2 separate regions of the Mus musculus genome follow, and region 1 is linked to region 2. Evidence: chromatin contacts called from public capture Hi-C data. All regions are on one chromosome and are shown on one strand. The core of a region is the stretch at or near the end of the contact, and the rest is flanking DNA. Distances in the headings are between cores, read along the strand shown.

Evidence for each region. Capture Hi-C pulls out chosen DNA fragments and counts their contacts.
Region 1: a capture Hi-C map of macrophages shows a contact between it and region 2, with 5 times the contacts expected there. The contact joins the promoter of Zfp82 here to the promoter of Samd4b in region 2. A contact is called at or near these places in 2 of 39 promoter capture datasets (both in liver) and 1 of 9 other capture datasets (macrophages).

What each region holds. Positions count from the first base shown.
Region 1 is chr7:30,070,501-30,074,471 of GRCm38.p6, reverse strand. Zfp82 (zinc finger protein 82) reads left to right here and starts at 1,649. Exons shown (of 7, transcript NM_177889.5): 1 at 1,649-1,691; 2 at 2,333-2,443.
Region 2 is chr7:28,433,888-28,437,909 of GRCm38.p6, reverse strand. It overlaps Samd4b (sterile alpha motif domain containing 4B), which reads left to right and starts at 1,719. Exons shown (of 13, transcript NM_175021.3): 1 at 1,719-1,772. It also overlaps a transcript of Gmfg not described here.

The sequences.
Region 1 (3,971 bases), core at 400-2,899, 1.6 Mb before region 2:
CTGCCATGTCCAGCTCCACATTTGATTTCTTTGTTTGTTTTGTTGTTTGTTTGTTTGTTTGTTTCGAGACAGGGTTTCTCTGTATAGCCCTGGCTGTCCTGGAACTCACTTTGTAGACAAGGCTGGCCTCGAACTCAGAAATCGGCCTGCCTCTGCCTCCCACGTGCTGGGATTAAAGGTGTGCGCCACCATGCCCGGCCACATTTGATTATTTTAAGTTTTAGTTTGTACAGCATCCCTGGTGTAGAGGTCACAGGGGAAATTGGTTCTCTCCTTCTCCCATGTGGTTCCCAGAGAATGCACAGCAAACTCCACTGCGCCATCTCTCTGGCTTGAAAGTTATTAATTTTAAAACTAGAAATAAAACAGGTGTGTTTTCTCATGGAAGATTTAAACATAAATAAGACAACAACACCTTTTGACCTTATTTTCCCCAAGAGTAATCATAATCAGTAGTTTATTTCATGAGATGGCAAGTTCTGCCTGAGATCAGTTTTTTTTTTTTTTTAAGAATTATTTATTTATCTATTTATTTTAAAGATTTATTTATTTTTATTGTATATAAGTACACTGAGCTGTCTTCAGACACTCCAGAAGAGGGAGTCGATCATTACAGATGGTTGTGAGCCACCATGTGGTTGCTGGGATTTGAACTTCGGACCTTCGGAAGAGCAGTCGGGTGCTCTTACCCACTGAGCCATCTCACCAGCCCCCGAGTTTTTTTTTTTTTTTTTTTTAATTAATCATGTTTATGTGCTATATAGCATGTTCCATGTGGGAGTGATTCTACCACCTGACTCATTGTTTTATCAGGGTAGGGCTGTGCCTTCGTTAGTCACTGCTTAGTATTCATTGTTATCCCTATTTACTGAAAGGCTTAACTTTCCACAAGCTGTAGCATTAGAGAATATAATTATAGATGATCAATTAATCAGAAATTTAACCATCACGTTTACTTTATATACTTGAGACCAGGTCTTATATAGCCCTGGCTGGCTTGGAACTCACTATGTAACTCAGGCTGGCCTCAAACTTTTGAGTGATTCTTCTGCCTTCAAAGTGATAAGAATATAGGCACATACCAGCTCAACCATTTTATTATTTATTTTCTGGCAATTTAAAAATATAGGAACGAAAGGTATTTAAGTTGATGATCCAGCACTTTAATCCCAGCATTTGGAAGGCAGAGGCAGGAGGATTTCTGAGTTCAAGGCCAGCCTCGTCTACTGAGTGAGTTCCAGGACAACCAGGACTACACAGAGAAACCCTGTCTCTCCAAAAAAAAAAAAAAAATCCTGGTTAAGAAAGAAGAAAATCTTAAGAACCTGGGTAAAAGCAAACTACATGATAGGAATGTCCTTTAAAATCTTATTCTAAGACGTAGTCATTTGCAGTCACCTCCACAACAAACATGACTATATCAAATGCACAAATCTCCAAACGAAAATCCGATTTTCCTCAAATACTTAATCAGAGTTGAGGTTCTGCTCCTCTCCCTGTCCTGGTCCCAAACGGAGCACACAGTGAGTGTGGCGCATGCGCACGCGGTGCGTGCGGCTGTCCCTCCCAGCAGTCCCCGCGCAACGCCCTGTAGGCTCTCGGGGGTCTGGAGATGCAGCCACTGTCACCTCAGCGCGTGGGGCGGGGCAACTGAGCCGAGCCTGGGTCCCAGTTCCGTGAACTTAGTGAAGGTGCTGCAGGGAGCAGGGGGTAAGGGCGGGGACAGGGAGGCCCCGCGCCCCTCATACTGGGTCCGCGCCTCGGCTTGCTGCGTGGGGACCACAGTGGCGAGCTGTGCCTGCTGGGCGTGGCAGGGCGTCGGGGTGGCAGCCACCGCGACTGAGTGCGGCCCGGAAGCCACGGCGTGATGGCATTTGTGCGAGTGAATGGGGTGCAGAGCGGTTGTGTGAGCGAGGTTGCCGAGGTCCTGGTGTGTGTGATTCTGGCCCCAGGCTCGGCTGCGGTGTAGCCACATCAGTCCCAAAGAGGAATGGTTCCCCAGCCATTCACCTGAGCAACACACAAGACTCCCAGTAAACAAAGCAAAGAGCTCCGGGTCTTGAGAGGGGTCTGAAAGATGGTCCCCGATCCCCAACACACACACCCTTGGCTGGTTCCCTGGGGTTACCCCCAACACGCCACACGTGCTCAGATACAGTCACTCGCTGGACAGGCTGTGTGCGATCCACCTAGGGAGCTATTGTAAACTTCCTGGCCATCTGCCGCCCTGGCCTTTCTTAGGTACCAGGGCAGGACAGCTGAACTCGCTCCCGGGTGTGAGTGATGGGTGGTGGTGACCGATTGGTTGTGTCTTGTGCTTTGATTTAACTAGGCTGGACAAGGCTCCGAGAAAAGTTTGGACGTTAACATTCGCTCCTACTCCAGCCTGCCTTTAAGTGCTCACAGGAAGGGGAGGGATAAATCGCTGTTGCCTGTTTAAAAGGTAAGGTCAGGGGGGGTCAATCTTACCTCTTGGATCTGTGAAAGGCACTTTAATTTTTTAGTGGATCAGAACATTTGTTATTTTTAAATGTCTGGTTCTTAGAAACAGAGCCTGACTCCTTACACCACCCAGTGCCTGTACGTACATACGTATCCGCTTTTCAGTGTTTTTTTTTTTGGGGGGGGGGGACAGGACGACAACCCTCCCTCCAAGGAGATCGGGCTTTATTTTTATAGCTGGGTTTTATTTTTAATACTATGCTGTAGAGCTCTTAGAACAGTTGCTGATATTCATAAATACCAAATGCTTAGTAAACAGCAGCTGTTTGTTAATGTGGTGATTAGGGGTGATTCCAACACCAAGGGAGTGGTGTGTATGGGTATCTACTTAATTGTGATGTACATTTATTTTTAAGATTTATTTTTGTAAAAAAAAAAAGGGGGGGGCTGGAAAGATGGCTCAGCGGTTAAGAACACTCTTCCAGAGGTCCTGAGTTCAATTCCCAGCCACCACATGGTGGCTCACAACCATCTGTAATGGGATCTAATGCCTTCTTCTGGTGTGTCTGAAGACAGCTATAGTGCACTCACATACATAAAAAAGTCTTTAAAAAAAATCCGTTTATCCTTCCAGCCTCTGCTCCCAAAATGACAACTCTGGGACTAATTATGTATTATTAAATGCCTTGCTTCAAGACTAGCTTGTAGTTTATTTAACCCATTCAAACTATTCTATGTCTACTAATTGGTTAGTTTACCTTTCCTCAGTGTCGACCTGCTTCTTCTTTAATGTCTCTCCCAGTGTCTCTCTCAGAGCCTCTCTCTGTGCCACCTTTTATTCTCTCACTATTTCCCTGAATCCTCTCTTCCTCCTAGTGTCCCACATCCTTTCCTTTCCTTTTAGATTTATTTATTGGGCTGGAGAGATGGCTCAGTGCTTAAGAGCACTGGCTGCTCTCCCAGAGGTCCTGAGTTCAATTCCCAGCACCCACATGGTGGCTTACAACCATCTGTAATGGGATCCGACATCCTCTTCTGGTGTGTCTGAAGACATCTACAGTGAGATGTGGTGCACTCTTCTAGCCTGCAGGCATACATTCAGGTGGAACACTGTATATATAATAAATAAATCTTTAAAAGAATATTTATTTAATGTATGTGAATGCTCTGTCTGACTATACACCTATGTGCCAGAAGACGGCATGAGATTGCTTTGCAGATCGTGAGCCACCCCCCTCCCTTCCTATTTTTATAAAGGATTCTCTGTACATCTTTTATCATTTATTTACTTACATGTATGTACATGTAAGTTCTGGTGCCCAGAGACCAGAGGCAGGGATGGGATCCTCCTGGACTGAAGTTTAGCGTAGTTATGAGCCACTTTCAGATAGGTGCTGGGAATTGAACTGGGATCCTCTATAAGAGCACTATACACTCGTTTTTGTTTGTTTTGTTATTTTTTTAAAGATTTATTTATTTTATGTATGTAAGAACAGTTGCTGTGTTCAGACACACCAGAAAAGGGTATC
Region 2 (4,022 bases), core at 470-2,969:
TCTCTGCGCAGCCCTGGCTGTCCTGGAACTCGCTCTGTAGACAAAACTAGCCTTGAACTCAGAGAGCCACCTGCCTCTGCCTCCCGAGTTCAGGGTCTCAATATGTAGACCAGGCTAGCTTCAAGCCTACAGAAATGCTCTGCTGGGATAGGACGCGCCGCTAAGCCCAGTTCCCGTCAACTCTTTCCTGTGCCATCTTCACAATGTTGGTCTAGTACTCATTTCTTTTCTCAACTCATGTGCCCTCATTTCTCAGAATTCCGTCTGAGCCTTGTCTCCATTCACCCCTCATACCCTCCTTGGGATTGGTCACAAACTCCCACAACCTCAATTACCATCTCTAATGATCCTTAAATCCTGGTCTCCAGCCTCAATTTGTGCCCGAGGTGGGGCAATGGTCTTGACCTCAGTGTTGGCTGTCCCACATTGAGCTTCTCCTCTGGGACCCAATCTCCCAGAGGGCTTTGTCCTGGACTTTTCTCTTCCGCCCTGTGGCCAGCCAGTGGCAAAAGGCTAGTTCAATGGGCCACCTGAGTGTCCCGCCTACTTCGCACCTCCTCCCTCCCCAAGGTCCCTTCCAGATGCAACCCCGCCCCAACTCCCCAGGTAGCTCCCTGGGTTCTCTCTTCTGTGTCTCATTCCTTCTCACCCCACTTCCCTATGTAAGCTAGAGGCGTCCCTTCCAAACTCCCAAGTCCCCAAGACCTTACTGGCCCCGTCACTCTAGTCGCTGTGCCTTTAGCACAAGTGCATACTCCCTCCAGTGGCCAAACATCTAGCCGCAGCTCATTTCCTACCACTCCCTGTCGTAAATTCGACACTCCACCCTGACTGTATTTCTTGGAGTTCTCGGAACAAGCCACGTTGCTGTCACCCTTCTGGAGAGCCGGCCCCTTTCCAGTCAGTTCACCCCAGCGCAGGACAGTTTGTGGATGGACTAAGATCACGACAAGAGTGATGGAAGCAATCTCCATTTATTGACAGCCTCTTATGTGTGGGGTCTTATCTCTTTCCACCCTTAAAGGGTCGACCTCGCTCATCTTGAGGTGTCACTTGAGGCGCGGCCGATCGATACCAGGAGCCAGGAGGCAGCATTGTCATCCCAAAGGGCGATGGTACTACCGGACACAAACCCTGGGCGGGGTGTGACCGAGGGGCGGAGAGGAGGGGGTCCTTGAACGCCAGAATGAGGAATTGTGACTGGGTTCGCCGCTACTGAGTTAGACCGGCGCGAGACTGCCCCCTGCGGGTCCGTAGGTCCAATCGCGGGCTTCGCCAGACCGTTGCCCGGGGCAACGCGGCGCGCGCCCCTCCTCTTCCCGGCCCTCTGCTCTCCGCCCGGGGCCTGTCCGTCTGTCCGTCACCTTCTCGTCAGACCAATCGTAGTGAGGAGGGGGCGGGCCTCTCAGGCCTCCTTCCAGCCCTGTCGCTCCCCTCCAGGCCAAGACCCCGCCTTTCTTGCCGCACACCTCCCACCCTTCGGTCTGCCCTCGCCGCCAGTTGGCTGGGCTCACCGTCTGTCAATAGGGTGTGAGCTAATGCTGGCGCACAGTGGCCCTCCGGGGCGGGGCCAGGGGCGGTGACGCACGGCGCGGTGACGCAGCGCGACGGCGGCGGCGGCGGCGGCGGCGGTGGTCGGTGCGGGAGGAGGGAGGGGAGCTCTCGGGCCAGAGAGGGGGCGACGGCGGCGGCGGCGGCGGCGGCAGCGGCGCGGGTGGCGGCGGCTGCCCGAGGAGGTGCGGGTGGCGGCGGCGGCGGCGGAGGCCGAGGCGGTGAGTCTCGGGCAAGGCCGGGCCGGCGGGCGCGGGGCGGCGGCGGTCGAGGCGCGCGGCGCTCCCCTCAGGGCGACCCAGGCCGCGCGGCCGGCCCCGCCCCCTCAGGGACCCCGCGCCGCGGGCTGCGGCGGGCGGCTGACTCGGGCCTCGGGAGGCCGGAGGATCCTGGAGGACCCCTTAGGGTTCCGCACTCAGCCCGTTTCTCCCTACCCGGGCCCCTTCCTCAGTTTCCCTCCCAAACCGTCACGCCCTGGGGCTAGCCGAGGGGCCGGGCCCGGGGACTTCTGTCCTGACTCGGCACACATCTGCCTGGTCCTCCCGCACGACTCCAGCGGCCTCCCCGGAGACCACCCTCAGCTTTCAACTGCCTCCTCTGGGGACGCTCCCTGTGGATCCCCGCCCTTTGGTCCTTGGTTCTCTCCTCACATCTTCCTCCTGAATCGCAACACATTCCTTGGTGGCTACTCGTCATCTGTCTTCACAGCACAGATATTCCAGGCATCTCCCCCAGGAAGAACCTTAAAGCCCCTAAACCGCCCCCAGATACTCTCTGCATCTAACCCCCCCCCCATCTGCATCACATATTCAAGTCATCTCTCCTTCAGACTTCTTCAAATACCCCCAAGAATTTACCCTTCTACCTCTCCCCATTCCAAAAGTCTTAGAGATTTTCACTCTTATCCCCAAATTCTTCAGGATGTCCCTGGTGAACACTACATCATCCTTAAAGAGCTTGCATATCCCAGAACAGTCGTCCTCAGATACTCAGGAAGTGCTCTTAGATGCCAAAACTCACCTAGAGGACCCTCTCCTCTCCTCTCTTTGCTTCCACCTCCTATATACGCCCTGTCCTCTTCTCATATTTCTTAGACCCTTCTATAGATTTCCAAACTCATGTTACACAAATATTCCCCAGCTTGGAATGCTCTAGAGGTAATCTCATGTACCCCAGCCCTTTTCTCCTCAGCCTCTACACCTTCTAATCTTGAAAATCTCCAGAGTTCCTCTCATATTCCCAAAACCTCTTCCAAAGCCTGTCTTCTGTATCCCAAATCCTTTCCAGTAACACACACCACATGTTTTAAGAATAGTGTACGGACTCCAAAAAAGTTTCCTCATAGCCTCTATTCTTCTCAAACTTTTCTTGGATAACCTGAAAATTTGAAACTCCCTTTCTAGCCTTTGGTAAACTTTCTGACACTCTTCCTTACAATACTGAAACACCCCTCTAAGCTACAGCTTTCAGGACCCCCATGCATCACAGAACTTAGTAACCCTGAGATGGCCTTTAGTTCTTTCTTTTTCTCAGACTTTCTTATTAAAAGACTTTTCTAGCTATCTCTTCCTCAGAATCTCCCCCACCCCCAATTCTCTAGAACCATCTTTAGAAAGCCTTGCATACCTACCTAATCTTTCTTCAGTATAGCTGAACACCCAGAATTCTTTGTGGAAAACCTACTCCAATGCTTTCAGGTCTTCATTAGGAGTCTTCTTCCCTCAGCCCTATATGCTTGGGGTTTTTTTTTGGGGGGGGTTGTTTGTTTTTAAACTTGAGATTTCTCATAAAGCCCCCCAATGCCTACCCTACCCTGTATTTAAAAATCCCTCTGTCAGGACCTTTCTCAGAAGACCACTTCCTAAGACATTCTTTAGAGATTTTTCTCCCAAGCCCCGTGTCGGTAATCTATAGCACTTTCTGGAAACCCACCCTCAATTTTCTTCTCTGACATCCCCAGTCTTATTTCAGGAATCTGTCAGATGAATCCCAGTTAGGCTAAATCTCTTCTTGCTTTCTCTTATCCCTCCATTCTTAGTCCTTTGAAATTATAAACTCTTCTGGATACTCAGCCTACTTCCCCCACTATTTCTGCAGGGGCCCCAGCATCCTTCAGACTCTCCCTTCCCAAACTTCCTCTACTTCTGGAATCCTAGTGCTTGAAGACTTCTCTCAATAGACCAGCTGACTGACCTACCTATCTTCCTTCTTTCCTTCCTTCCTTTATTTTTAGACATGACCCCCATAGGTCTCTCCTTTCAGAAGTGGAAAGATCTCAACACCTACTTAGAAACTTTTTGAGGACTCACTTCAACTTTCTTCCTTTCATTTTTGAAGACCCATTACTGAAGCACTCCCTTTCCCTCTGTCAGTGGCTCCCAAAATATGGTTAGTTAGACCTGCAGCAGCATTGGTTGGAAAATGCCAATTCTTGGGTCTTACTCAGACTTAATCAGAAAACCTCAAAGCAG